Regions from separate parts of the Sus scrofa genome. Here all the other regions are linked to region 3. A link is a contact called in public targeted proximity ligation data. All regions are on one chromosome and are shown on one strand. The core of a region is the stretch at or near the end of the contact, and the rest is flanking DNA. Distances in the headings are between cores, read along the strand shown.

Evidence for each region.
Region 1: a contact with region 3 is called in a targeted proximity ligation map of alveolar macrophages. A contact is called at or near these places in 1 of 5 promoter capture datasets (fetal liver) and 1 of 2 datasets of targeted methods (alveolar macrophages).
Region 2: a targeted proximity ligation map of alveolar macrophages shows a contact between it and region 3. A contact is called at or near these places in 1 of 5 promoter capture datasets (fetal skeletal muscle), 1 of 47 Hi-C or Micro-C datasets (embryonic fibroblasts) and 1 of 2 datasets of targeted methods (alveolar macrophages).
Region 4: a targeted proximity ligation map of alveolar macrophages shows a contact between it and region 3. A contact is called at or near these places in 2 of 5 promoter capture datasets (fetal liver and liver) and 1 of 2 datasets of targeted methods (alveolar macrophages).
Region 5: a targeted proximity ligation map of alveolar macrophages shows a contact between it and region 3. A contact is called at or near these places in 1 of 5 promoter capture datasets (liver) and 1 of 2 datasets of targeted methods (alveolar macrophages).

Annotation. Positions count from the first base shown.
Region 1 is chr3:17,798,380-17,804,446 of Sscrofa11.1, forward strand. ZNF764 (zinc finger protein 764) reads left to right here and starts at 1,322. Exons shown (of 2, transcript XM_013992477.2): 1 at 1,322-3,277; 2 at 5,242-6,067. The coding sequence starts at 3,082.
Region 2 is chr3:17,748,067-17,753,776 of Sscrofa11.1, forward strand. PRR14 (proline-rich protein 14) reads right to left here and starts at 3,314. Exons shown (of 12, transcript XM_021086416.1): 1 at 3,195-3,314; 2 at 2,340-2,411; 3 at 2,047-2,215; 4 at 1,340-1,461; 5 at 1,078-1,267; 6 at 507-550; 7 at 213-322. The coding sequence starts at 2,362. LOC110259905 (a long non-coding RNA gene) reads left to right here and starts at 3,576. Exons shown (of 2, transcript XR_002342364.1): 1 at 3,576-4,956.
Region 3 is chr3:17,940,984-17,946,974 of Sscrofa11.1, forward strand. TBC1D10B (TBC1 domain family member 10B) reads left to right here and starts at 3,928. Exons shown (of 10, transcript NM_001244423.1): 1 at 3,928-4,074; 2 at 4,077-4,930. The coding sequence starts at 3,964. It overlaps MYLPF (myosin light chain, phosphorylatable, fast skeletal muscle), which reads right to left and starts at 88. Exons shown (of 7, transcript NM_001006592.1): 1 at 30-88. The coding sequence starts at 32.
Region 4 is chr3:18,090,571-18,096,741 of Sscrofa11.1, forward strand. It overlaps LOC100622642 (putative protein T-ENOL), which reads left to right and starts at 1,397. Exons shown (of 6, transcript XM_021086430.1): 1 at 1,397-1,468; 2 at 2,548-2,641; 3 at 3,415-3,559; 4 at 4,110-4,143; 5 at 4,339-4,396. The coding sequence starts at 2,552. It overlaps CDIPT (CDP-diacylglycerol--inositol 3-phosphatidyltransferase), which reads right to left and starts at 863. Exons shown (of 6, transcript NM_001167642.1): 1 at 821-863; 2 at 591-725. The coding sequence starts at 863.
Region 5 is chr3:18,138,523-18,144,028 of Sscrofa11.1, forward strand. It overlaps KCTD13 (BTB/POZ domain-containing adapter for CUL3-mediated RhoA degradation protein 1), which reads right to left and starts at 3,067. Exons shown (of 6, transcript XM_021086431.1): 1 at 2,634-3,067; 2 at 127-296. The coding sequence starts at 2,877.

The sequences.
Region 1 (6,067 bases), core at 72-2,571, 150 kb before region 3:
ATTCACACTCTTAGGCAACCAACACCACTATACCTCTAACTGTTTCATCTCCCCAATAGAAACTCTGTACCCTTTAAACAAAATGCCCTATTCCCTCTTTGCCCAGCCCCTGGTAACCAAAATTCAACTTCCTGTCTTTATAAATTTGACTACTTTAGGGACCTCATATAAACCACTGTTTTGTTTTTTTGGGGGCCACCCTATGGCATATGGAGTTCCCAGGCTCAAGATCAGATCTGAGCTGCAGCTGCAGCAGTACTGGATCCTTTAATCCACTGTGTCAGGTCGGGGATTGAACCTTCATCCTGGCGCCGCAGAGATGTCCGACATGGATTCCATTGCGCCACAGTAGGAACTCCCCCCTGGAGGGTTTTAAGCACATGACCGTCAAGGGTTCAGGTAATCTGATTTGAATTTAAAAACTTACTTTGCTATTACATTTATTTATTTACATATTGATTTATGTATTTTTTGTCTTTTTTGAGGGCCGCACCGGCACTATGTGGAGGTTCCCAGGCTAGGGGTCTAATCAGAGCTGTTGCTGCCGGTCTATACCACAGCCACAGCAACGCAGGATCCAAGCCACATCTGGGACCTACACAACAGCTCACAGCAATGCTGGAGCTTTAACCCACTGAGCGAGGCCAGGGATCGAACCAGCAACCTCATGGTTCCTAGTCAGATTCGTTAACCACTGAGCCACGATGGGAACTCCCTGTATTATGTTTAGAATGGATAGACAATAAGGTCTTACTGTACAGCCCAGGGAACTGTATCCAATGTCCTGGGATAGACCATGATGGAAAGTAATATGAAAAAAAGAATATCTATATGTATATGTATGACTGAGTCACTTTGCTGTACAGCAGAAATTGGCACAACATTGTAAATCAACTGTACATTAATAATAATACTTTTTAAAAATGACACAAAACCCACTCTGGCTGCTCTGAGGAGGGATGGCAGTGGAGGAAGTTGAGTGGAGGTGAGAGAAGCAGAAGAACTGGAGGTAGACACTCGAAGAGGAAAGGATAGGGCCTGTCCAAGGGCTGGATGTGGGAGCTGCAGTATCAGAGGGGCCTAGGACAAGGACAAAATTTTCGGCTGAGTGAGGAGGATGGAGATAACAGGGTAGACTGTGGCTTCCTGTAGCTGGCAGGGAGCTCTTGGAGCTGTCTGGTTCAATGTTTTTTGTTTTTATTTTTAGGGCCACACCTGCAGCATATGGAAGTTCTCAGGCCAGGGGTTGAATTGGAGCTGCAGCTGGGGTCTACACCACAGCCACAGCAATACCAGATCTGAGTGGCATCTGCGACCTACACCACAGCTCATGGCAACACCAGATTGTTAACTCACTGAATGAGGCCAAGGATTGAACCCACAGCCTCACGGACACTGTGTGAGGTCCTTAACCGGCTGAACCGCAATAGGAACTCCTGGTTCAAAGTCTGAAGCAGGGTTTGAGAAACTGAGGGTGGACCTCTTTGTTGAGGGCACTTTAGAAGGGGCAGGAAGAAGTGGCACTTGTTGCCATCTTGCGGGAATATTGCTCCACAGAATATGCTCTGGGAAAGGCGGAGGCCCAGAGACCAGCCTGGAGACCCCAGGCCTAAATCAGCAAGGACCTAAACCAGAGGAGCTAAACTGTTTTGTGAAGCCTGTCACCCTCCTGTAGGGCAATTTCACTTGAATGACCTTTGGCCCCACCCACCAGCATATGGAACTTCTGAGGCCAAAGATCTAATCCGGACCCATCTTAGACCTATCGCACAGTGATCACACCAGATCTATAACCCACTGTGCTGATCCAGGAATCGAACCAGCAACACCACAGAGACAAGCCACATTATTAATGTACTGGGCCACAGAGGGAGGACTCCTGAATGACACCTCCCTGTACCTGACTCCTAAACACAACCCTCTTACGTACTTTTTTTTTTTTTTACAGTCAGAGAAATTATTTTTTTTTCTTTTTAGGGCATATGGAGGTTCCCAGGCTAGGGGTTTAATCGGAGTTGTAGCCGCCAGCCTATGCCACAGCCACAGCAACACGGGATCCGAGCCACATCTGCAACCTACACCACAGCTCACGGCAACACCAGATCCTTGACCCACTGAGTGAGGCCAGGGATCGAACCCCCAACCTCATGGTTCCTAGTCGGATTTGTTTCTGCTGCGCCACGACAGGAACTCTGAGAAATTCTTTTTTAACTTACTTTTAATCCTTATGCCCTGCTCTGCGACCTACACCACAGCTCAGGGCAACGCCGGATCCTTAACCCGCTGAATGACACCAGGGATAGAACCCACATCCTCATGGATCCTAGTCGGGCTCCTTACCGCTGAGCCACAGCAGAGACTTCCAAGAGGGTCCTTCTGACCTTTCTCAGACCTTATCCTATTCACTCCCGGCTGCCCCTACAACCTCCTGGAACAGGAGCTTCCAGAATTTCAGTCTCGACCAGGCTTCCAATAGAGAAGGTTCCTGGACCATCTCATTTTTAGATCCTCAGCCCTGGGGATAATCTGCTGTCACCCCGTGACGGGTCGAAGCCCGCGGATAAACGACCCAGAGCCGAAAAAAAAACGTCTGAATTCGCAGCGGCGGAACGAGCCGGGCTCGGCGCTGGAGGCGGTGGTCGCCAGCCTGGGCGGGGCCGCGGCTGCACCTTCAGCACGGCGGGCACTGGGACCCGGCTGGGAAGCGGGGCCGCCGCGCTCTGGGCAACGCCGCCCCCCGGCCGGTGGCAGCGCCTTGGCGGGCGTCCTGTCGCCGCCGCGGCCATGTTGACTGAGGGCTCGAAGACAAAGCCACCTGGAGACACCGGCGTGGCGTCATCTGGGCACGACGGCGCGGGAGCAAAGTTCGTGGGGCGGTGTTGCCGCCATCTCTCAGGAAGGCACCTTCCAGTCCTGGTTCTCCGGGCATCTTCGGCCACCCCCGTGGGTCCTCGAGGGGCTGTTCCTGCTCCCCCGGCCCCAGACCCTTGGGCCCGGCCGGGGAGCAACCCGGATCGCCTCTCCTGCATGGACCCCGGCCGGTAGGGGTGGCGCTGGCCCACCGCCGGGGTGGCACTTACGATGGCGCCGCCCCCGGCCCCGCTCCCCACGCGGGAACCTAACGGGGCCGGGGGCCAGTGGGGGACACCGGAGCCCGTTAAGTTCGCGGACGTGGCCGTGTACTTCTCCCCGGAGGAGTGGGCGTATCTGCGGCCCGCGCAGAAGGCCCTCTATCGGGACGTGATGCGCGAGACCTACGGCCTCCTGGGCGCGCTCGGTGAGGCCTCACCTGCTCTCCTGTGTCCACATCCCCGTTCACCCCGCCCAGCCTCGGGGTCCTGCACGTGGAGTGGGCGGCCCCAGGAAGGCGGGACCCTGTGCGGCGGCCTCCCCCGCAGCCTGCGCTTTGCGTTCTTCTCCCCCAGGCTTTCGAGGCACCAAGCCAGCCCTCATCTCCTGGGTGGAGCAAGAGGCCGAACTGTGGGGTCTAGAGGCCAGGGATCCGGAGGTGGGAGAGTGTCTGACAGAGGCAGACACAGGTGAAGTACTGGGTGCTCTGTCTCGTGGGGACTTCCTCTGGGCCTGATCCATCCTGCGCCCCCTCTGCCAACTCCTTCCCTGCTCATCAGTTTCCCCCTTGAATTACTTTCTCAGTTACAGTTATTATTATTTTTGTCTTTTGTCTTTTTAGGGCCGCACCTGTGGCATACGGAGGTTCCCAGGCTAGGGGTCTAATCGGAGCTATAGCCGCCAACCTACAGTACAGCCACAGCAACGCGGGATCCGAGCGGAGTCTGCAACCTACACCACAGCTCACGGCAACGCCAGATCCTTAACCCACTGAGCAAGGCCAGGGATGGAACCCTCGTCCTCGTGGATACTAGTCAGGTTCTTTAACCACTGAGTCACCATGAGAACTCCTACAGTTATTATTATGCCTGGTCCCTGCTGAGCTTCTGGATTTAGCCTAGAAAGGGGCTGTGAGTGTGACTGGCATACCTGCCTCTCCACTCCCAGCTCCTCCGAATCTGAGCCCCTCTCATCTAGCTGGTCTCTAAGCTCTGCTGAGCTCCACATTGTCCCTCCTGCTGTTTGCCTGCCCTCTGGCTCCTCTGCCACCTCCTGGGTTTTAGCTTACTTTTTTTTTTTTTTTTTTGGCTGAGTTTGCCGCATATGGAAGTTCCTGGACCAGGGATCGAATCTATGCCACAGCAGCAACCACAGCTGCTGCAGTGCCAGTGCCAGATCCTTTACCCACGGTGCCACAAGCTAACTCCCAAAACTTTCTCTGCTTTTTTGGCCGCCCCCGCAGCATACGGATTTCCTGGGCCAGAGATGAGATCTGAGCCACAGTTGCCACCTACATCTACAGTGTTGTAGCAACACTGGATCCTTTATCTGTGTTTTTTCTTTTTTTTTTTTTTTTTTTTTTTTTTTTGTCCTTTTAGGGTTGTACCTGTGGCATATGGAGATTCCCAGGCTAGGGGTCTAATCGGAGCTGTTGCTGCTGGCCTACACCACAGCCACAGCAACGTGGGATCTGAGCCCCTTCTGTGACCTACACCACAGCTCACAGCAATGCCGGATCCTTAACCCACTGAATGAGGCCAGGGATCGAACCTGCAACCTCATGGTTCCTGGTCGGATTCATTTCTGCTGTGCCACAATGGGAATTCCACAACACTAGATCCTTTAACCCATGGTGTTAGGTGGGAGATCCAACTCGACCGGCAGAGCTGCTGCTGCTTCCCATTGCACCACGGTGGGAACTCCTTTTTGTTACACTTTGGTATCGGCCTCCTTTCTCCTGGCTTGTACTGTTTTCTTCCTCTCAGTTCACCCTGTCCACCTGTCCAGCCCCTCCGAACTTGTCATTGCCACCCACCTTCATGCCTCCTTTGTGTTCCTGCCACCTGATGCATCCTTACCATCTGCTCATCCTCTGTGATCCAGCTACACTGTCACCCCGACCCCCATTTTCCCAGCCCCGAGCTAGAATGTGCTGTGCACCTGTTTCTTCTTGGTCTCTGTCTCTGCAGCTTTTCTCTCCATCCCGTGCCCCGGAGGAAAGGTGTCACTCCCAGCTTGCTTGCCTGTACCGAGCTGAGTTCCAGAGGCAGCTGTGGGTCCAGAAGGTGGCTGTTTGCAAGAGGATTCTCTGTCCCCATATGCGGTGTGGGACTCAAGGACCAGGATAAGCCTGATAGGAGGATGAGTCTGAGCTGTCCCTTTATCTCCCAGCAGGTTCTAGAGACCAGGAAGAGAAAAGACAAAGAGAAGAGACAGAGGCTCTGGGGAAGATCTTTTCTGTGGACGCTCAGCCTCCCGGGCTGACAGCTCTCAAACCGCTTTCCGCTGGGTTTTCTGGTGGTTGGGAGCAGCCATCCAAGATGCCTCGCCGGGGTCGCCCGCCACTCTGTGCCCATCCCCCGGTCCCCAGGGCAGACCAGCGCCACGGTTGCTACGTGTGCGGGAAGAGTTTCGCCTGGCGCTCCACCCTGGTGGAGCATCTGTACATGCACAAGGGTCAGAAGCCCTTCTGCTGCCCTGACTGCGGCAAGGGCTTCAGCCAGGCCTCCTCTCTGAGCAAGCACCGGGCCCTCCACCGTGGCGAGCGGCCCCACCGCTGCCCGGACTGTGGCCGCGCCTTCACCCAGCGCTCCGCGCTCACCACCCACCTCCGGGTGCACACGGGCGAGAAGCCCTACCGCTGTGCCGACTGCGGCCGCTGCTTCAGCCAGAGCTCCGCCCTCTACCAGCACCAGCGGGTCCACAGCGGCGAGACCCCGTTCCCCTGCCGGGACTGTGGCCGCGCCTTCGCCCACGCCTCCGACCTCCGGCGCCACATGCGCACCCACACGGGCGAGAAGCCCTACCCGTGCCCAGACTGCGGGCGCGGCTTCCGACAGAACTCCGAGATGGCAGCCCATCGGCGCACGCACAGCGGCGAGCGCCCCTACCCCTGTCCTCAGTGTGGCAGGTGCTTCGGCCAGAAGTCAGCCGTGGCCAAGCACCAGTGGGTGCATCGGCCTGGCGCCGGCGGCCGCGGGGGCCGGGCTGCCAGCGG
Region 2 (5,710 bases), core at 2,064-4,563, 190 kb before region 3:
ACCGCTGAGCCACGATGGGAACTCCTCAAGCCCTACATTTAGAAGTTAAACTTCAGGCCTCCAAAGTCTAAACCCCATCTTCACACACCAAGCTCACCCGGGGGTGGTGGGGGTGCGGGGCCTTAAGCTCCATCCCCACCTCTGCACCTGACACTTCAAAAGCTCAGCCAGAATTTTCCAGAACCCCAAGTCTCATCCATCTGAGTCTTTACCTGGTGGTGGGTTCTCCGGAGGATCTGTAGACATGGCAGGCGGCTGGAATGGGGGTTCCAGGTCCCTGGGCGGAGGCTTTGGATGGTGAACCCTCACCATGGGCTCAGCTCTGGGGTGAAGGGGCAAGTTCGAGGCTGAGGAAGCCTCCAGATCAGATCCCACCTGAGCCAGCACCTCCCCGTCCCTTAAGGCTTCTGAAGGTGCTACAAGGAAGGACTGGGCAAGCAAATTCTGACACCTGGATAATGGCTGTGGCCAGTACATCTTGAAAATCCCTTCCCCAGCCCTCTCACCTTTTTGCTGGGACGATGAAGTTGGGCGTCTCACCGGCAAAACCCTGGATGTAAACAGGGGATGTTCGTGGGCAGGCAGGGAAGGCCCCTGCGGCTTCTTTAGCTCCTCACACTCCGAATCTCTCAGTCGCCAGAGGCCTGCCTAGGTTCACGCTAAAGGCTTTTTCATATAGGTCTTTGCTCAGGCAGAGGTCTCTTTCACCTAAAACTGTTCTCACTCTGAGCAAAATCCACCCTAGGAGTTCCTGTTGTGGCTCAGCAGTAACGAACTCAACTAGTTTCCATGAGGATGCAGGTTTGATCCCTGGCCTCGATCAGTGGGTTAGGGATCCAGCGCTGCCATGAGCTGTGATGTAGGTCGAAGATGTGCCTTGGATCCGGCATTGCCATGGCTGCAGCAGATTCGACCCCTAGCCTGGGAACTTCCTTATGCTGCATGTGCGGCCCTAAAAAAGAAAAGGAAAAAAAAAAAAATCCACCCCCGACTCAGCCCTTTTACTCTGTCTTCCATGCCCGCTGGAGCCCCTGCCCCCAGCTGAACCCCCAACATCATTCTCTGAAGTTCGCATACCTCAACCGGGGCTCTGCGGCTGGCAATGTCTTCTAGCATCACCACCAGAGTGGGCTGGGGGGCCTGGTCCACCTTTTGTGAAGGGCCTTCCTCTGGGCCAGGTGTTGGCTTTGAACGCCGCCTCAGGGTGGAAGGGGGCCGATGGACACGGCTCAAGGGCTCTCGGCATAAGCGCAGTGGGTCGGGGGGCCTAGGGACGGAACAGGAAGATCAGTAGGGCTCAGCTGGGTTCCCAGCTTACCCCTCATCCTGCCATGCTCACCTGGCCTGTGAGCACCACGTGGCTTGTCGGGGTGGTGAGGCAGGTGGCTGGCTTCGGGCGGAATCCTGATGGTTGCTGCGGTGCCGTGGGGTGGAGATCTCCTCTTGGGGCACCAGGGGAACCTAGGAGAGGAGGAGGTGTCGAGAGCAAGGTGACGGACAGGGCTTCCCTGGGCCTAACAGTGTCCTCTGCCATACAGATGGCAGACATCGTGCCTAGAATTCATTCGCGAGCCCAAGAAGTCAGCTGAGCTGAATTAAGGACCAGATAATAGAGTGTCTTGAGCTGCTGGTGTGGGACTTGGGTAATATTCACCCAGGTTTCTTTGTAGAAATGAAAAGGAGAAGGTACCCAGAGAGAGTCACTGCCCTATTTGGGGCCTCAGTTTTTCTAATCTGAGCAGTGGAACCAAAGACCTCAGCCTGCTTCCTAAGGGTTGTTTAGAAGTTGGGCTGGGAAGAAAGCAGAAGGGTTTCTCATACTTAGAGTCGTAGGGACGTGGTTTCAGCCCAGCAGAGTCGGTGGTGAGGAATGGGTCCAGGAGACCCTACCCACTTCCAGGTTAGAGTAAGTGAGAGCCGAGTGGGAGGCTGCCTGATGGATGAGTGTGAGAATGAGGTGTTTGTTATCCTCATTAAAGAACGGGTTTGGCTTTGGTACCCAGGAGACGGGAGGGAGAAGGGGGCCTCTCAGTTCAAGGGGCTCACCATGTGGGCAGCCATGACATCTTCCAGGACCACAGCCAGGACCCGCCGAGAGGCTTTTTCCAAGGGCGAAGGGGCCCCAAGGGGCTGCAGTTTCGGCCGTTTGGGGCTCCTGGCTCCCCATAATGCTCGAGCCAGAGGCTGGCGGCACAGACGCTGCCGGCCAGGCGGGCTGGAGGTGGAGAGAAGCAGAGGACGGTCCTCTAAGCCTGTTGTTGGCTCTGTGGTTTCCCCGGTACGGCCACCAGGCTCCCCGTTTCCCGGGCTCAAGACAGGCGGGCGGGGTGCGCTCTCACCTGGAGTCCCCGGGCAAGTCCATGGGGGAAGCGGCGGCTCCGGGGAGTCCCTGGGGGATCCCAGGCTCCAGCCTGGGTTTGGGGGGGAGCGGGGGAGCGGGGAGTGAGGGCCAGCCCCTCCCCTGGGGCTCCGCCCTTCATGGTCCGCCCGAGGCTCCCAGTAGCCCAGGGGCCGGAGCCCTGGGGCTCGGAAGGGCGCCCTCGTCTGGCCGCCGGGAACGGGTGTCTTCCCGCTGCTGCCGCGATCAGTGGATCACTCGCGCCCTGCCTGGCCGCGAGAACCTGGATTGCAGCGGCCCCAGTTCTCCCACGGCCCAAGCCTCCTGGGGCCTTTGTCCCTTCAGATTCTGCCCTGAGATCCCCCGGGATCAGCTGGGATCCCGGTCCTCAGAGGCTCAGTTTCCGCCAGATCCCTCTGTAATCCTCATCCACTCCCAGTGAGTGGGCGAGGACTCCGAAGGAACACTCCCACACGCCGACGGTTCCCCCCCTACCAGATCCCCTAGACTGGATCCCCGCTGAAAGAATCCTATAGCGCGGTTCCTCCAGTCAGACGCCGCGCGAGGATCCTCCTCTCCCCGTGAGCTTCGGCTCCACAAAGCTCCACTCAGAAAGGGGCTGCCCGAGCTTGAGCATCACAAACTCAGTCCGGATCCCCGGGGATCCACTGTCAAGCAGATACCCCCTTCACTCCAATCCCGGGAGGTCCCGCCCACAGACCCCCTCCCTCCGCCCTCCCCGGATCCCCGCCCAGCGCTCTCCCCAGCCCGGGACCAGATGGTTCAAAAGTTTCCTTCCCTCCCTCCTCCCGCCCTCTCTTCAGCCGCTCGGTGCCCTCCCCCGCGCGCCGCTCACCGCCGCCTCCCGCGGATCCCGGGTCTTCGACGGCTCCCACCTCCGGCTCCTTTAAAACTAGCCTTACCCAGCTCTGCCCAACCGCCGAGGGCCTTCTTCTCAGAGCCTTTGGGCAACGCCCAATCGCCGGTCGCCGTCTTCCGGGGTGGTGAGAAACTAAGTGAAGCCGCCTAGCGGCCATCATCCCTAGGGGCAAGAAGCCAAATTGGGCAGCGCCGCCATTATAGTTGAGGGCAGATAGCGCTGTCCTCAGTGGACCGCAGTGGGCCGGATGGCGTCATCTTTTCCGGCCAGTGAGTGGCCGAAGATGATGCCAAGGTTCTTGAGCTACTGAGGCAACTGTCATGAAGCTAGAGTACCGCCACGTTTTTTAAGGGCATCTTCCGGTTCTTTCGTACTTGGGCCAATAAACGTGAACTGAGTGCTAACGATATGTGAAATTCCCAGTTGCCTAGAGAGGCCCCTTTGAAGCCTTTTCCAGTACCATCGTGGGTTGCTGAACCGGGTTCCCGAGTTGCACGGAAGTGTTTGGCAGCGGGTGGCGGGGACCAGAGACAGGCTGGTGCCACCTCCTGCTTCTCTGGTTGCGTGGCGTCCTGGAGGGACTGGGCTGAGCGGGGGTGCGGAGGAGGCTGGGGCGTTGAGCTTCACTTCACCCAAGGGTTGTGTACCTCTTCCTGGAGGAGCGGGGGTTTCTGCCGCTGGCGCTGGGGGCTCAGTATAGAGGTGCTAGTGCCAGGAGACCAATAACAACCTTGGGGTGCTCGGTGGGGTGCGGCCGCTTTCCTCTCTTTTCGGGCCTCCCCCGAGCCCTCTTTCAAGAGGGACCTAGCTGATGGGCTGTGTAATCAGTCCCATAGTAGTAAGGGACCAGGGATGGAATCCTGCTGCTTAAAGGGGCTTCATCCTGAAACTTTTATACCAGGAGCCAGCTGGTGGTGGGGAGGTAGTGGCTTCTTGCACTGTGAAGGCACCCTCACCGCCTAACCAAAACTCATGCCTCCACTCCTTCCCCAGGATTCCCTGGTCCAAGCTAGTACTTATTTTCTTGCTGGAGCAAGAGAGCCTGAAGCCTAGAATCCTGCGTCTGAGATGACGGTGCACAAGTGACCTAACCCAGCCCAGCATGATTCTCGCCTATGAGATTAAATGATAAGAGTAGTGACACAGGGATTTCTCACTGTGGCTCAGTGAATGTGGACACGAATTTGACTAGCATCCACGAGGATTCGAGTGCGATCCCTGGCCCCGCTCAGTGGGTTAATGCCCTGGCATTGTCTCGATCTGCGGTGTAGGTTGTAGACACGGCTCAGATTCCACATTGCTTTTGCTGTGGCTGTGGTGTAGGCCAGCAGCAGTAGTTCCAATTCAACCCCTAGCCTGGGAACCTCCATGTGCCAAGGAAGCAGCACTAAAAAGAAAAAAAAAAAAAAAAAAAGAATAGTGACACAGAAAGGGTAGAATGGAAAGAGCCCCCACTGGTAAGAATTGGTGTAGAAAGTGAAGACACCCCAACTTGGTAACCAAGGACTCATTCAGAGAGATCTCCCAGGACTACAGCAACTCTCTTCATAACACAGGGCCTGCTGGGTCCTTTGGAAATCCGCCATGAGGCTTCTAGTTCAAATAGGTAGCTGTTCTTCCAGCTGAGGTGTTCATTCCCCTCTCCCCATTCAGGACTGGCTACACAAGTAGCCTGAGGATGAGCCCCTGCTGGTTTGGTGATGCTTCCTGCTGTGTTTGGAGAGCCCTTCCAACCTTGGTGAGTTGACACCCCCTGCCCCCAACAGACTCTCACTTTCCTGCTTAAACACCCAGGTATTTCCCAGACTTCAGGACAATGAAAAGCTTTTGCCTGTCATGGCGCAATGGAAACGACTCCGACTAGGAACCATGAGGGTGCAGGTTCAATCCCTGGCCTCGCTCAGTGGCTTAAGGATCCAGCGTTGCTGTGAGCTGTGGTGTAGGTCACAGATGAGGCTTGGATCCCACGTTGCTGTGGCTGTGGTGTAGGCTGGCAGCTACAGCTCTGATTCTACCCCTAGCCTGGGAGATTCCATATGCCGCAGGTGCGGCCCTAAAAAGCAAAAAAAGAAAAAAGCTTTTAAAGGCAGAGCCTGCCTGATCTGAGTTTGTTTTTTCGGTCACTAAGAAATTTACTTTTTAAAAAAAAAATCCTGGAGTTCCCGTTGAGGCGCAGCAGAAACGAATCCGACTAGGAACCACAAGGTTTCGGGTCCGACCCCTGGCCTCGCCTAGTGGGTTAAGGATCCGGCGTTGCCATGAGCTGTGGTGTAGGTCACAGATGCGGCTCAGCTCTGGCGTGGCTTCGGCATAGGCCGACAGCTACAGCTCCAATTGGACCCCTAGCCTGGGAACCTCCATATGTCACCAATGCAGCCCTAAAAAGACAAAAAAAAAAAAAAAAAAAAAAAAAGGACAAATAAAAAAATCCAAATGCTGGCATTGTCCAGAAATTTTTTTTTTTTTTTTTTTTGGTCTTTTTGCTATTTCTT
Region 3 (5,991 bases), core at 2,678-5,177:
CTGGGCAGGGGCTGGGGGTTCTCACTCACCATGTCTTAAGTCTCCTGGGGGCAAGGCAGTGGCTCTGGCTGGAAAGGAGCAGAGAGTCAGCCTGGGGCGGTCCCTCTGGAGTTATATAGTCCTGCCCCAGGGAGCCCTTAACATACCAGGGTAACCTTAGCCCTGTGGGTGCCCACCCCAGATACCAAAATAGCCCAGCTCAGAGCCTCTCCTTTCTTGGAGGGCCGGCAGCAGCTGGAGCCCAGGGAGGGAGGGAGGAGAGAGTGAATCTTGGGATGCATGTCTCACTCGGACCTGGGCAGGAAGGGATGTTCTTTCTCCCAAAGGGGGGGGGGGGCTGGAAGGTGCCAGAGTTCAGAGAGGGCCCAGGCTGAGACAGACTACTAGGAGAGAGAGGAAACAGGCCCCTGTACCCCTGCCTGAGGTGGACTCACATGGAAACCCAGGACATTTTGCTGAACACCCAGAGCCTGCAAGGCATGGGTCTGTGCTTAACGGGTACGATTCGGCAAACACAGCCTCCCCCCACCCCCATCACAGAGTTCACAGTCAAGAGTATAATATGCGTGAGGCTAGTGACAGAGGTTCAAGGTGAGTGAGAGCTGTCTGGGGAAGCTGGGGATCAGAAGGTTCTTCTATATCCCCTTTTGGGGGGATTTTGTGAGGAAAGATTTGGGGCATAGAATCACTAGATATGGAGGCACTAGACAGGCTGGAGCAGAGAACCTGCTCTATGACCTTGGACTTGGTACTACAACTCCCTGGGCCTTGGTTTCCTCTTCTATGAAATGGGGGTGAAATTCCCATGCCAAAGAACTTGGGGATGTGAACACTATTTGGAAACAGTTAGTGAAGTTTCATCCTTGTAATTAATATCCAAGCCCTGCCTTGGTGGAAATTATAGTCTAGCCATGGAGACATCCCAACCCAGCTGGTCAGGAGGACAGAAGGATAGGGCATCACAGCCCTGTCTAGGAAATGACTTTATGAAGGCCAGTAGAAGCGAGTCAGGTGAAAGTGGGGAGGAGTTCCTGCTGTGCTGCAGTGGAAACAAACCTGACTCGTATCCATGAGGATGCGGGTTCCATCCCTGACCTCGCTCAGTGGGTTAAGGATCCGGTGTTGCCATGAGCTGTGGTGTAGGTCACAGATGCGGCTCGGATCCTGCGTTGCTGTGGCTGTGGTGTAGGCTGGTGGCTGCAGCTCCAGTTCTACCCCTAGCCTGGGAACTTCCACATGCTGGGTGTGGCCCTAAGAAGCAAAAAAAAAAAAAAGGTGCAGGTGAAGGTGGAGGAGCAGGCATGCTAAGCAGAGGGCATGGATGGGTAAAGGCCTGGAGAAGTGAAAGATCAGAAGTCTTTTGCTCAACAAAACTGTGATGGGGCCTGAGCAGAGGCAAGAGGAACTGGCTGGACACTAGACACTGGCGGGTCTTCAGTACCAAGCTGAGGGCTGAGACTTTTTGAGCCTTGGAAAAGTTTGAACCATGAGAAGGACATGGTCTAGTATGAGTCCATAACACTTTTGTGGATAGTGGTGTGAAAGTTGGAACTCAGAGGAGAGGAGTCAAAGACACCAAGAGAGAAGCTAACTGGTCACCTTCTCCCGGGTGGCTGGGATGGCAAATGGCTTCTCTCTCCAATCTGGGCAAGAACCGGCTTGGCTGATGTGTGTGATTTTAAGGTATTCTCTCCTACCCCTCTGGGCCTCTGTACCCTAGTCCCATTCCACGCAGTGGTGGTCTTGGGAAATAGTGGCTGAGGAAGCCCCAGAAGGCCCAGGGTTGGCAAGGACACTCATCTCCTCCTCCTCCTGCTCCCTCTAGGGCCTAATGTCCTGAGGAAGCTGCCTCCTCCCCGCCCCTGACTCCGGCCTCATGCCAATGTCTCTAAGACATTTTCTTTTCTGGGCACAGCGGTCCAGCCACCTGTTGTCTCTAAGAAGAGAGAAGGAGCCACCCTAAACTTAGCAGCGGCCCTTGGCCTCCTGCACTGGTCCCTCCCTGCCTCAGTCGACAGCTGCCTCACCTTATATGGTTACCATGGGGGTCCAGGTCCAGGGAGAAGCCCACTTATTACTGGTTCTGGGAGGGGAGGAGAACTCCAAAGAGGGGAATGGGGGAAGAGCTCAGGAAGCTCAGGTCAAATGAAAAGCAAGGAAGTTGAGAAGGAGATCTGGAGCAGCACTGGAGTTCACAGGATCTGAGTCTGAGCTGGGAGTAAGGAGCTTCAGAGAACTCAGAAACCAGGGAACTGGCTGAAATTTCAGGATGGTGGGCTTTGTATGGAAATCAGAGCCCCCCTGGGGCTACATCCTGAATCCTGGGGCTCAGGGCAATGGGAGATAGAAAGAGGAGGGGCTGGTAAAGACAGGGCTTTGTGTTCGTGGTCTGGGGTAGCCTGGGGGGCTCATGAGGTTGGGGTCTGATTTCTTAGCAGAGGTTGAGCACAGAGAGGTGTGTCAGTGAGGGGAGAGGAGCCGATGGAGTGCGTTTTGGGTCCCCCAAAGAATAAACACACAGATATGGGAGTTTATGGTATTGGAATTCACGATTTGGAGTCTGGGATCCCCACTAGAATGGAGGCAGCACTCACGGCGGCCCCGGATTCTGGGGAGGAGCTCAGATAGATGGAGCTGAGGTGAGGGACTTGGGGGTTGGGATTCCCGTAGGAAATGGCGGATGCAGAGAGATGAGTCGCTTATAGGATTTTGGGGCTCTGGTTATAGCCGCCTGGGCTTGTAGCGTTGCGGTTTCTTGCGGGCTGAGATGACAATTAGAGACGGAGTGAAGGTCAAGAGTACTTGATCAGGGCACGGATCTGTAGTGGGCTCGGAGAATGGGGCCCAAGAGTCGACTCAGGCAGAGCAGCCTGGCGCTCTTATTGTCTAGGGGTTGTACCAAAGCCCCTAGCCCCCGCCCTCTGTCTGCGCTGTCCCCAGCTGTCACCCCCCTCCCGCGCTAGTCTCCGATTGTCACCGATATCTCCGGCCCGGCACCGCCTGCTGGCAGCACGCCTTCTCTTTGGAAGCTGCCATTGGGTGAGACAGCCGTCTATCTTCCTCCCCTGTTGCTAAAGTGAGAGGACGCATTCATTGGCTGATGTAGCGAATTAATCGCAACTGTGGCCCGCCCCTTCCAGCTGTCATTCCTTCCTGACCTTCTTGGGAGACCTAAAGAATATCTCAGCTCCTACTGACTGCGGATGCCGTCTGGCGCCGCCTAAATAGATATCGCTGTCTGTCAAGTTGACCTCCGCCTGCTTCTTTTCATTGGCTCCCTTTTTAACCATTCCTATTAGCCAGGCCCGCCTCTTTTTGCACAGCACCCGCCTCCTCCCCCAGTCATTCACTCTCCAGAGGCTTTAATTGGCCAAGAGGTTCGGCTTCCCGCTTTCTTATTAGTTACTCCCTTCATCCTGCCTCCCGCTGCCTTCACTCGTCCTCTCATTGGTTTTATAGCCCTCTGCCTTCTCCATTTCCTCTTCCCAAATTACCCACCCCCTTCCCACCTCCAGCCCCACCCACCCTCCAACGATTGGCAGAAACCCAGTTCCCTCTCTCCTATTATTCGTCCAAGCGCTTTGACTAAGGCGGTAGAGAAAAGGAGCGCGATGGGACCGCCCGCGCGCAGGCGTGGAACGTCGAAACGCTGGCCGCTTGGCCGGCACCCGGGCGTGTGCGCAGGCGCGAGGTCGGCCGCTTGCCCGAAGCGGGAGGGGGGGCGGCAGCGAGAGAGCGAGAGGGCTGAGAGAGCGCGAGTGAGACCCCGCCGCCTGGCGCCCCCGGACCCCTGCCCCGCCTCCGTGCGCTGGGCTGCCGCCCGCGCGCTGCCCCCGACCCCGGAGCGCGCCGGGCCGCGCCCTTCGCCCTCTCCCCTTCCTTGGCGGGCGGCGCGGAGCGGCCTGAGGGGCGGCGCCTTTTGCGGCCGCCCCGGCGGGGGGATGTGAGGGGCGGCCTGCGGTCATGGAGACGGGCCCGGCGCCCCTGGTGGCCCCACCGCGCCGTCATGGCGCCCCCGCGGCCCCCTCGCCGCCGCCCCGCGGCTCCCGGGCCGGGCCCTTCGTGGTGGTAGCTCCGGGCCGCCGGTGACTACGGCCACTTCGGCCCCGGTCAACTTGGTGGCCCCGGGGGAGGCGCAGCCCGCATGGGTACCGGATCCGACCCAGACCTCAGACTCGGCTCCGGCCTCGGCTCCCGCTCCCGCCCCCGCTCCGACGGTCGCAGGCAGCACGGCGGTGGTGCCGACTCTGGAGGCCTCACCCGACGCCCCGAGGGCGCAGGTCTCCGGCCCAGAGCCCTTGGAGCCCGAGGCTGTGGCAGGAGCCGAGATGTCCACGGCTCTGGCCCCAGGGGCAGACTCTCCGAAGACGGAGGAGGCTAGAACCTCACCCGATCCTGGACCAGGTACCCCCACCGGGACCCTCACCAGGACCCCTTCAAGAACGGCTCCTGGGGCCCTGACCGCCAAACCCCCGCTTGCCCCCAAGCCGGGAACCACAGTGGCCTCAGGAGTGACTGCACGGGTGGCAGCAGTGACACCAGGACAGGTGACAAGTAGACATGGAGCTGCAGCAGCAACATCAGCATCAACGGGACAGGCTCCAGAGGACCCCTCGGGGCCTGGCACAGGCCCTCCAGGGACATGTGAGGCTCAGGTAGCTGTCGTGATGGTGACCCCAGCTCCAGAGCCTACTGAAAACTCTCAGGATCTAGGCTCCACGTCCAGCCTGGGACCTGGCATCTCTGGGCCTCGAGGGCAGGCCCCAGACACGCTGAGCTACTTGGACTCTGTGAGCCTCATGTCTGGGACCTTGGAGTCCTTGGCGGATGATGTGAGCTCCATGGGCTCAGACTCGGAGATAAATGGGCTGGCCTTGCGCAAGACGGACAAATACGGCTTCCTTGGGGGCAGCCAGTATTCAGGCAGTCTGTGAGTACCCGGTGGGACCGCCTCAGGGAAGCAGAGGTTTTTGGAGGTGGAGGTGGAGGTGGTGGGGGTGGAGGGACTCGGATGATACACCTTGCCTACTCTCTGGCAGCCCCATCCTCCTCTGAGGCTCCAGGGGGTGATCAGTGGGAATGAGATGCTTAGCAATCCCTATCTTGCCTAGAGCGTCCTGCGGTTTCTGTGGCTCCAGCCTGTTAGTTTCAGACCAGGTGTTAGGAGTTCTAGGGTTGAGCCCAAGCCTTGCCTTTGGTTTGTTGTGTGCCATCGAGTTAGGACCGTCCCCCATTTCCCTGCCTCTCTTTCCTCTTTTGTGAAGTGAAAGGTTGAGTGAGACCATAGCTCAGGTTGGCCCAGCTCCTTGATGGAAACTCCAGCTACAGGAAACATATTTTGGAGGTTTGGCTGGACAAGGGTTCTGGTCCTGTCTCTTTTAGGGGGACCGTCTGGAGGGATGTAGGCGCCTCCTCTCCCCCATTGCCCTAGGTCTGCTGGATGGTGAGGTGGGGAAGTCTGTTTGATGGAGGGGAGACTCTGAAGGCAGGGCCTTCTGTGCAACAGAAGGGCAGTCTTGTGTTTTCACTGAAGGAAAGGAGTGGGGGAGGCCTCTTCCCCATTTCCTCATCTCCCCAGCCCAGCGTACTCTTTCCTAGTTCCTTCCAGGGGCCTGAGTCACTCCTAAGGTGGGGGTGTGATTGCTTTTGACTTCTTCCTTCCCTCTCTTTGGATCCTGCCCTTTGTTCCTGTACCCCTCGAGCCTGCTGTTCTGTCTACAGCATCGCCTGAGAACCCCAGTGCCAGGCCCTGTGCTGGGGACTTAGGATAAAATAGTCATTTCAAAGTGCTCATCATTAGAGAGACAAGTACTTAAACAGTTGTTTTCACTATAACATGTTAGGTGTAGCTCAGAGATCATCACGGGGTTGCGTGAGCCCTTATGGAAGGGTTTTTTTGGGCCCAGTTTGGGAATTCAGCTGAGCTGATCTGAAGAAGAATGAGTCGGATTTAGCCACAGCTGTGTATGTGGGGGTCAGGGGGATCTGCCT
Region 4 (6,171 bases), core at 147-2,646, 150 kb after region 3:
TCCACTGCCTGGGGAGGCGAGGAGACTGTTCTGCCTGGACCAAAGGGCCAGGGTCACCGTGCCACAAAACAGAACACATGGGAATGCAGAGAGAACAAAGCAGAAGTGGGGAGGCTAGCTCTAGAGCTCATCAACCCCAGAATCCAGGGTCCAGGTCTCCAGACAAGAAGACTTGAAATCTTAGGGAAGTCTTGGAAGTGAACAGATTCAAAAAGTAGACAACCCTCCAGAAACTATCCCTCTTCCCTCTCCATCTGCCTTCCAAACCCACCTTCTGGAATCATTCTGGCTGGTGCCTGCCACACAGGAGATACCAATAAACATAAACATCTGTTGAATGGATGTTTTAATCCTTCGGAGAGGCCGGCAGCACTGCCACTTGCCACGCCCAGTCTTGCCATCCCACACCCCTCCTCTCAAAGAGTGCTTCTCAACTGCGAGCTTAAATCCCTTCCGCTACAAAAGCGGGCCACTCTGCTCTGCTTTCTACAGAGATGGGAATGACAGAGCTCCTGAGTACCTGAGGAAGCAGGAAAAGGGGGCAGAGGGTTGTTGGGCCTCGAGGCTGGCTGGGAGGAGGTATCTGTCACCTTGATTAAGGACTCGAGCAGCGTGTCCATCAAAAGCGTCCAGAAGTCCGCTGAGCAGGTAGAAGGAGGAGGCCGTGAAGGGGCAGCAGGGCATGAAGTAGAAAGAAATGATGGCGAAGACAATCCGGGCATAACCTTGGGACGGGACGAGGGAGAGACAGGGCAGATCAGGAAGCCTGCCCAAGACCCCTGGCCCTCCCGTTCGGCCCGGAGCCGCGGACAGCACTCACCAATAAGGTTAGGCACAAACAGGAAGATATTTTCGCTTGGCATCGCGGAGGCCCCCTGGCCGCTCTGGGCCTTATCCGGAGGTGCCAACTCTGTCCCAGCCCCGGCGCGACGCTCACCCTCCAGCCTGGCGCATCGGCCGCGCCCACTGCGCGCAGGTCTCTGCTGCCCCAGCCGGGTCCCAGATGTTAAAGCTCAATGTCGACCGTAGCATGGGCTAACCCAGCTGTGAGCCGGGAGCGAACACCCTGCCCTTCCTCAGGGCAGACGCTCGCCTCTTCCTGCCTCCAGCTGCGGCCTCTGCTGCTCCAGCTGTGCTGGGCTTCCGGAACCTACTCTACTGCGTTCTACCTTGCAAAATTGGAGAAAGGAAGAAGAGGCTTTTGAAATGGCTGCGGCCCCTTTAAGACCTGCTGGCTTCCTTGTCTTCCCTCCGCCCCTTACCATCGGCTTGTACCAAAGCACAGAGGGAGGAGAGGGGAAAAAGAAACATAGTCGTCGAGCAAAAAAGGGAATTGAAAAGGAGAGGCCAAAAGAGAAGGAGGCCTAGATAAATGTCTCTACGTTCCTTTCTGTGCAGGGTATGACTTCCTGGAGACAAAGATAAGGGGAGAAGATTCCGCTCTCTCGCGTTTTTGCACCCCCAAGAGGTCAGGTTATTTGGTACAGTCCACATTTTCCTTCCCCGCCCCCCTCTCTCCACCCTCATTAGCTCTTGCAGGATCCAGGCAACGAGATGACAGCCAGAGGGCCCGAAGGGCGACCTGGGGGGGGGCTGCTTTTCGCGTGCCCCTAGTGGTGGGAGGATTAGGTCGCAGGCTCCACTCTGTGTCATCTTCCCAGGTCTCTCTAGATTCTAGCGCTAGAGTCACTGACCCCTAAGAGGGACCTAGCAGGGAGCGGAGGAGTTGCGAATGCGACAAGCTAGGAAAATGCCCTTACCCCTGTGGTTCTAGAATCCCTAGTCTCCTGGCAACGGCGCTGCGGAACCTTTGCATATGCCAAAGTTTTCGTAGTAAGGGGTAGCGGAGCCGCCCTGGGTTCCCCTTTTTCCAAACTTCTCCCCCAACTCCCCGCTCCCACGGCCCCTAAAAGGGCTTTTTAGACCTCCCTGTCCCCTCTTCTGCCCAGGAGCCCAAGATTTCGACCCATCTGCCAGGTCGGGGGTGGCAAGTGGGCTGCCTTGTCTTAAGAAGGGCCTTGGATGGGAAGAAGGAAAGCGAGGCTCTCGCCGGGCCGAGTGGAGGCAGGGGAGAGGGGGCGGGCGTGTGGGTGTCCCACTCCCTCCCCCAGGAAGATTTAAGGCAGCGATTTTTTTTTTTTTTTTTTTTTTTTTTTTGGTCTTTTTGCCTTCTCCAGGGCCGCTCCCGCGGCATATGGAGGTTCCCCGGCTAGGGGTCGAAGTGGAGCTACAGCTGCCGGCCTACACCACACCCACAGCAACGCCAGATCCGAGCTGCGTCTGCAACCTACACCACAGCTCACGGCAACTCCCAATCCTTAACCCACTGAGCGAGGCCAGGGATCGAACCTGCAACCTCATGGTTCCTAGTCAGATTCCTTAAACACTGAGCCACGACGGGAACTCCAACCCCCCCCCCCCCCCCCCCCCCCCCCGCTTCAGAGAGAAACTGACACAGTCCTCTAAGGCCTTGGGCGAGAGTGGTGGGTTGGGTTTGGCAGAAGGAGGCTGGTTTCGCAGCCTAACATGGGCTCCAACTGTCCCCAGGGGGATGACATCCACTCCTACCAGGAATGAGGAGAAAAAGGGCAGCCGGCTGTCCCAAGCAGCGACCTCTACAGCCTCATTGAGTGGAGGTCTGGTGAGTGTCCGAGAGGACTTGAGGTGGGGGTGAAATGAAGTAGAGAGCTCTCAGCTGAGGGCACTGAGATCTCCCAGCCTTGAGACCCTAACCTCCACCCTGAGCCCAGAGTCCCCAGCACTAGGTCCTGAGGTCACCCAAGGCTGCCCTCCACTTCCACGGTCTTCTAGATCAAATCTCTCTCTCTCTCTCTCTTTTTTTTTTTTCCTTTTTAGGGCTGAGCCTGCCACATATGGAAGTTCCCAGACTAGGGGTCAAATTGGAGCTGCAGCTGCCGGCCTACATCCAAGCCACATCTGTGACCTATGCTGCAGCTTATATAGCAAGGCCCAGATCCTTAACCCACTGAGTGGAGCCAGGGATCGAACCTGCATGCTCATGGATACTAGTTGGGTGTTTTTTTTTTGTTTTTTGTTTTTTTTTTGGTCTTTTTAGGGCCGCATCCATGACATATAGAAGTTCCTAGGCTAGGGGTCAAGACAGAGCTACGCCAGATCCGAGCTGTGTCTGCGACCTACACCACACCTCACAGCAATGCTGGGTCTTTAACCCACTGAGCGGGGCCAAGTATCAAACCTGCGTCCTCACAGATTCTAGTCAGGTTCATTACCGCTGAGCCGCAGTGGGAACTCCGAGGTCACATCTCAAAGCCCAGCTCTCCCATACAAGGCTTCTTAGACCCAGAGCCCCCCAACCCCTGCGTGGAAGCATCCAGGACCAGGACTCCCATGTGGGAACTCCCAGGCTGAACCCCTCTGACTTTCCTTTCCCAGAAGCTTTCCCGTTCTGAAGAATTCCTGACACGGATCAGCACAGAACTCACAGACGAGGCCTTGTTCATAGCTGCCTACAACACAAACCCTGTGTCCACCAAGGAAAAACAGATGGAAGACCGAGGGACTCAGATATCCAAACATGGTGACCCCTACCCCAGGACCACTGTGTCTAGAGACCGTCCCCTCCCCCTATTTTTTTTTTTTTTTTTTTTTTTTTTTGCTTTTTAGGGCCACACCTGCGGCATATGGAGGCTCCCAGGCTAGGTGTCAAATCCGAGTTACAGCTGCTGGCCTACACCACAGCAACACCAGCTCCAAGCCTCAACTGCGAGCTACACCTCAGCTGACGGCAATGCTGGATCCTTAACCCACTGAGCGAGGCCAGGGATTGAACCCTCAACCCCATGGTTCCTAGTCAGATTTGTTTCTGCTGCGCCACAACGGGAACTTCCTTCACCTACACCTAGATCCAGTCCCTGAGGTTTTCCCAACCACAGCTGACCCCTCCAGGAATCCAAACCCATCGCCCCCATCTCACAGCCAGCCCTGGGACTACACCGTGCCCCCTGCTCAGTCACTCAGTACCCACCCCTCCCTGCCGGCCAGGCACTGCCTTTGCCCCTTCGTCCCCAGCCACAGCTCTTCCTGGCCATGGGGATAGTAATTTCTCTGACTGGGGCCTCTGCTTCCAGCATTCTTCACCAAGACCCCAGGCACTGATACCCGGTGAGTGCGGCTTCAGGGGAGATGCCTTTTTGTCCTGGGAGAAAGACGAGCCCCCCCGCAGGGGCGAGAGCAAGGGTTTGACACCATCCCAGCAGGGTATGGGGATTTTTTGAAACCACACGGTCCTATTCTGTTCGGCTCTGACCCTTGAATTCAGAGTCCTCAGCCTTCTCCTCTCCCTCCCGCCACCTCTAGGTCTGATAGAAACGGTACCTGCACCAAGGCACACTGCCTGCCATCCCCTTGCGAGGAGGTGTGTACTGGGTCCGTGGGTGACAAAGCCACTCAGAATGAACCAGGCGTTTCAGAGTTCACACGATAGGCCAGTTCCTGTTTTAGGCGCTTGGGACAGAAATGAAGGGTACAATCTCAGTCCTTGAAGAGGGCACGGTTTAGTGTGGTGCCAGTCAAGGCAATGGCCAGTTACAGTCCAAATGGGTAAGTGCCCATGACAAAAACGGAGACAGAGAGAGGGGCGCTGGTCCTGGCCTCAGCTGGGACAGGAAGGAAAGGAATCATGGAGCTTCCTGGAGGAGGGGACACTTGAAGAAATTTCCTGGGGCAAGAGCGGGTGGTAGGGGCATACCTCATGGTAAGGCTTGTGTGAGCAGAGGCGCAGAGGTGAGTCTCAGTGGCGTGAGCGTGGGCGCGCGAGTGTGTTCTTTAGGGCGGGGAGATGGCAGGACCGGAAGCAGTTTAACTGCTGGGCTACGCAGGCCAGGTAGCCCGGAGTTAATTAAGAGAGCTCACATGTGCCTTATTAAGATCCATAGATGTTTTCCTGCAGGTGAGGCTGGAATTTATTATTATTATTATTTGTTTTTTAGGGCCGCACTCATGGCATATGGAAGCTCCCAGGCTAGGGGTCAAATCGAAGTGTGGCCTCCAGCCTTTGCCACAACCACAGCAACACGGGATCTAAGCTGCATCTGCGACCTACACCACAGCTCATGGCAACACCGGATCCTTAACCCACTGAGCAAGGCCAGGAATCAAACCAGCATCCTCATGGATACTAGTTGGGATTGTTTCTGCTGCGCCGCAGTGGGAACTCTGAGGCTGGAATTTTAGAGCCATCCGTCTGGTGGTCAGTGGGGAGAATGAACTGGAAAGAGGAGAGACTAGAAGCAGAGAAGCCAGTTAGGAATTAGAGACGGTGTTAGAGATGCTTAGGTCCTGAGCATTCACAGTAATCGTAGAGGTGAGAGCAGGGGTAGATAGGCGAAAGACCAGGAAGATTGAGTTTGATAATTGATTAGAAGTGGTGCTGGGGAGTTCCCGTTGTGGCTCAGTGGTTAATGAATCCCACGAGGAACCATGAGGTTGTGGGTTTGATCCCTGGCCTCAGTAGGTTAAGGATCTGGTGTTGCCATGAGCTGTGGTGTAGATCACAGATGCGGCTCGGATCTGGCGTTGCTGTGGGTGTGGTGTAGGCCGGCAGCTGTAGCTCTGATTCGACTCCTAGCCTGGGAACCTCCATATGCCGCAGGTGCGGCCCTAGAAAAGTCAAAAAAAAAAAAAGAAAAAAGAAAAAGAAAATGGTAGCGGGGGGGGGGGGGAGAGAAGGAATCATGACTCCTGAGTTTCTGTCTTGGGTAACCTAAATCTGACAATGTCATGCTTCTGAGAACGCTCCCATAGTTGTCTATTTCAAAGTCAAGGCCAAAATCCTTCAGTGGCTTACAAGGCCCTACATGATCTCGCGCCTCTCCAACCCCATTGTCTCTCTGACCTCATTGCCTATGACTGCTCCCCTTTTCCCTGCTTCCAGTCACGCCAGCCTTCTCATTTTTCCTGGAGCATGGCAGGCATGGTGTTTTGAGGGGCCCCTGGGAACACCAGGTGGAAATCCTCTGTAGACAGCTGGAAATACGGCTTCAGAACTCACTGGCGAGGTCTAGGCTGCTGATAGAGATCTGATCTAGAAGGGAGTTGGCAATTGAAGGGTGTGCAGTTGCCCCAGGGGCAAGGGAGTGTGCGCAGAGTGAGAAAGAGGAGGCGGGGGAGGATGGAGCCCAGGAGAACCTC
Region 5 (5,506 bases), core at 1,817-4,316, 200 kb after region 3:
CCTCAAGGCAGTACCCCGTATTTCCTCTTGTTTTCCTTTGATGTCTTAAGACCTAACTGCTCGGGCAGCTCTCCCAGGGAGGGGGGCATAGGGGTGGGACTCAGGAGGTGGGGGAGGGACCCTCACCTGCAGTGCCAGCTGGCAGTCCTCAATCAGTCCCTGTACCAGGTAGTAGCGTGCTTCACCCAGTAGCTCCCCCAGTTCTCTGGTACTCTCAGGCAGTGGCACGGACCCGTCCCGCAGGTAGTTGAGGATTGTACCAAAGTGGCGGCCGCTCCGGTCGATCAGCACCCAACCTGGTGAGGAGGGGAGAGGCAGAAGGAAGGATGGCTTTGCTGAAGGCCCTGGAGTTACTACATTTTAATGAAAAAAGGACTCCAGGAGTTCCCGTCATGGCGCAGTGGTTAACAAATCCGACTAGGAACCATGAGGTTGCGGGTTCGGTCCCCGCCCTTGCTCAGTGGGTTAAGGATCCGGCGTTGCCGTGAGCTGTGGTATAGGTCGCAGATGCGGCTCGGATCCCGAGTTGCTGTGGCTCTGGCGTAGGCTGGTGGCTACGGCTCCGATTCGACCCCTATCCTGGGAACCTCATATGCCATGGGAGCAGCCCAAGAAATAGTAAAAAGACAAAAAAAAAAAAAAAGGAAAGAAAAGAAAAAAGGACTCCAAAGCTACAAAATCTAAATGCTCATCTGTCTCAAGCCTCTGCCATATCCAAGAAAATGGCTTTATTTTTTTTTTGTCTTTTTTTTTTTTTTTTTTGGTATTTCTTTGGGCTGCTCCCGCGGCATATGGAAGTTCCCAGGCTAGAGGTCGAATCAGAGCTGTAGGGCCAGCCTACTCCAGAGCCACAGCAACGCGAGATCCGAGCCGCGTCTGCAACCTACACCACAGCTCACGGCAACACCGGATCCTTAACCCACTGAGCAAGGGCAGGGACCGAACCCGCAACCTCATGGTTCCTAGTCGGATTTGTTAACCACTGCGCCATGATGGGAACTCCAAGAAAATGCCTTTAAAACATCTCCAGTGAGATCTCCCACAGGCCCCTTTTCAACACATCCAGACACACAGAAGTAATTCCCTCCCACATCTGTTCTATACCTGGAGGGTTCTCACCAAGAGAAAGTTCCTCCGGATTACCGTATCAATAAACCTCTACCTCGTGTTACTTCTGATCATCCTATTGAATTAGAATGCTACCCCAGGGAGTTCCTGTTGTGGCGCAGTGGTAACAACCCAGCTGGTATGCATGAGGACTCGGGTTTGATCCCTGGCCTCACTCAGTGGGTCAAGGATCCAGTGTTGCCCTAAGCTGTGGTGTAGGTCGAAGACATGGCTCAGATCCTGCAGTGCTATGGTTGTGGCTGTGGCTGTGGCCAGCAACTACGGCTTCAATTCGACCCAACCTGGAACTTCCATATGCTGCACCTGCAGCTCTATAAAGACCAAAAAAAAAAGGGGGGGGGGAGTTCCCGTCGTGGCTCAGTAGCTAACGAACCAGGCTAGTATCATGAGGACTCCAGTTCGATCCCTGGCCTCGATCAGTGGGTTAAGGATCTGGCGTTGCTGTGAGCTGTGGTGTAGGTCAAAAACTTGGTTTGGATCCTGCATTGCTGAGGCTGTGGTGCCGGCGGGCAGTTATAGCTCTGACTGGACCCCTAGCCTGGGAACCTCCATATGCCACAGGTGCGGCCCTGAAAAGACAAAAAAAAGAATGCTACCCCACTCTCCACTACCATTTTAACCTTTGTATTCTTCATAGACCTCATTGCCATCTGGAATTACATGTTTCTGTCTTCGTTTTGGTATGTTTACTTGCTTATTGTCTCTCCCTACCCCCACAAAAAAGAAAACTCCATAAGGCTCATCTTAATCAGATTCATTTACCAAACTATCTCCTACACTAACTGGCATTTTGCCAATATTCATTGAACAATAAACTCTTCACCTGCAGATATTTGAAGACTGAGCTCTGCCTCCCCAATTTCAATTTTCCTGCTCTCACAATCCTTGTTAACCTCTTCTGAATCCCCCTCCCTGGACTTTTAAGGTTCCCCTTGAGCATATGGAGCCCGAACCTGACTGCGACACACTTTGAGAAGGTAAGGTTCGCCTGCCAGAGAGAACTGTCCACTCTCCACTCTGGCGTCCCTGGCAAACCCAAAGCAGCCCTCTCCTCTGACAGTCTGTTATTTACAGATAGATTTCTAGAGTGTAGGGACCTGTGTTAGGTCCTCCAACTCTCGGGGGTGGTTGCTGGCAGTGCTGAGGTAGAAGAAACTGATGAAGGTTGCCTGGAAGGGTGCTGTTGGCACCAGGGCTGCTTCCCGAGTCTTTTGAGCTGAGGAGGAAAGAGTGGAAGAGTCCGTGGGGAGCAGTAATGAAAATTTGGTCCTAACATGTTGAGAATTTGCTGGTTACTACTGCTGGGTGTAAAGACCGAGGGAGGAAGGGGATGAAGAATGAGAAAAGGGAGGTGCCATGGGATGTAGGGGATGGAAGAAGTGAGAATGAGTTGACTGGACGGCAAGAGAGAAGGGGCGTGAGAAGACTGGGCGAAGAAAGACTGGGAGAAAAGGGAGACGGGGATCTGGAGGAGGCAGGACAGTAAGCAAGGGCGGCTCGCGTACCTCCGGCGTCAGTGAGCACCTCCGCGCGGCCGCTGAACATGGCCTTGAGCATGGTGTCCTGTCCCGTGAGGGTGCGCAGCGTGGTGTAGTGCAGCGAACCGCCCACGTTTAGTTTCACATACTTGCTGTTCGGGGTCAGGGGCTTGAGACCGTAGGCGGCGGAGCCAGGCTCGAGACCCGCGGGCTTAGGAACTTCCAGGGACTGGGCCTCCGCCGCTGCGGGGCCAGACGCCTCGGCCGACATGCCTGGTGGCGGCGGCGGGCGACGATCCTTGGTTGTCTCCGCACCCTCCGGCCGCTCCCAGAGACCCCGGGACCCGAGCCCTTGGGCCGGACCGCTGGGCCCGCACGCCCCTAAGCCCCGCCGCTACTTAGTGACACTGGCCCTCTGGATCATCGCGCCGGAACCGCCCGGAAGCCGGGCGAGAACTGCGCAGGCGCGTCAAGGTCCCGCCCCCGACCTCGCGCGGCCGGGAGGGAGGAGCATGCGTGGTGGCGGTGGGCTGGCAGAGGGAGTCGAGCGCGGGCTGCGGGAGGGCGGGGCGCCGCGTGAGGTGTGTTCAGGTCGCCTGTCCGGGAGACTCGAAGTAGGGCTCTTGGCCACCTGCCTGTGTGGAAAACACTGCCCCCTTCGCGTATCTCCACTCTCAGGGTGCTTCATGGGCGTGAAGGGGAAGGGGCCCAGAGAGGCAAGGGGTTGGGGCACAGTTTCCCGCCTCCCGGCCCCGCGCATTTGACAGCTGCGAACGAAAGCCCCAAGGGGAGCTCTTAAGGGAGGCCAGACGGAGGTGGCCTCCCAGAGGAGGTGGCAGTAATGCTAGGTAGGGCATGCAGGATGTGAATAGATGAGGTCGTCCGTTGACGAGCGCTTCTCTGAGGAAGTGATACTGAGCTGAAGCTCAGAAGAGACGCCTATGTGGAGGCGGAGGGCAGAGAGTTCCAAGAAGAGCCCGGGGCAAATACAAAGACCCGTAAACCAGACACACTTGGCATATTTAACAGGCAGAAAGAAGGTCAGGGGTGGCTAGAGCAACCTGGACAAGGGTTTTAGAATCCCAGCCTATGTCGTGAGACACCCAACCTTGGAAGAAAGAAATAAGCTAGGAAAACGTTGCTGGTAAAGTGTGGCGAGAAGTGTTTGAATCTGATCTCATCTGCATTCTGTTGAGAGGCTGATACCTGGGACATTTAACAGTCGATCTGAATGTCTAGCAGGAGAATCTGCTGGAGGGAAAATGAAGCATGAAGCTGTAGTTCTGCCTGGCCATCAGTTCACCGGCAGTGTTACTTCTCTCTGGGCTTGTTTGGTTTCTTTTCTGCTGAGTGACGTGTGCAAATGTAAATGGCAGGGGCTAGGTAGGAATGTAAATGAGTGGAATGAACCAGTTACAAGGTATTAGGGAGTAACAGGGCCTGTGTTAGCCTGGAGAGCCCATGTTTTACCCAAAGGGCAATATTGTCAATTCTGATTTTTCAAGTGTAGCTGGTGAGAAAGAGAAAAGCAGCTCATGACAACTGGGACCCAGTTTTCACTATTCCTTCAGAAGCCTCTGTTGCTATGAGGGGGCCTGACACTATAAGCTAGGCTATGATGTTGCCCTGTTGAGCATAAACAATTTTATAGGACACCAGCTTCAGAAAAAACTCCTCTCTGATGAATTGAAAGACTGTTCCATAATCATAATTGAACACGAAAACAGGAACATTGTCCAGACCACAAAAATGACCAATGGTGACCTTTTCCATCACAGTCTGAGTGACGGCTGCTTCTTTACCAAGTCCAGCTTTAGCCCTGATCCATTCCTCCTAACTTCTAGATAAGAATTATTAAGATAACCAAAAAGAAGGAGCTCCCATTGTGGCTCAGTGAGTTAAGAACCCAAACTGTATCCCTGAGGATGCTGGTTTGATCCCTGGCCTTGCTCAGTGGGTTAAAGATCCGGTGTTTTCTTCTCTTCTTCTTTTTTCTTTCTTTCTTTCTTTCTCTCTTTTTTTTTTTTTTGTCTTTTTAGGGCCACACCTGTGGCATTCAGAAACTCCCAGGCTAGGGGTCGTATCAGAACTCTAGCTGCTGGCCTATGCCACAGCCATAGCCACGCCAGATCCAAGCTGTATCTGTGACCTACACCACAGCTCACAGCACTGCCGGATCCTTAACCCACTGAGCGAGGCCAGGGATTGAAACTGCGTCCTCATGGATGCTAGTCAGATTTGTTTCCACTGAGCCATGACGGAAACTCCAAAGATCTAGTGTTGCTGTGAGCTTCGGCCTAAGTCACAAATGAGGCTTTTATCTGGCATTGCTGTAACTGTGGTGTAGGCTGGCTGCTGCAGGTCTGATTCAACCCCTAGCCTGGGTACTTCCATGTGCTGCAGATGTGGCCCTTAGAAGGCAAAACAAGGAAAAAGAAAAAGAATTATCCCTACTTCCTGGCAGCATCCAACCTAGAGCAAATCTCCCCTTTTTTGAATCCTACTAGAAAATCACCCAACACAAGCCCCAATCCTGAAATAAGTCCTTTCTAGTATGTGCTTACAGAGGTGCCCAGGCTGCATGCCCCGTGCTATGCTGTCTCCCTTGTTCAACCACAAGTGCGCTCCTGGTGGTCTTTGGCCGGAAGGCATTGTCAGAAATGGAGGATCCACAGAGATTCAGCTGAAACCCTCACTAACTCAAACTAGGACCCTCGACTCTAGCAACAACATACACACCTGAGATCCCTTCTGTCTCTAACTGTTTGAGGTTGCAATCCTACCCTTGGCTGGGAGGTAAGTTCTTGTTGAATTGGACTCTGACGTTTTGTTGAGACCCTTGAGTATTGGGATTATTTTGTTTGTTTTCTTTGGAAAACGATCCCCTTCCGTTTTTTGAT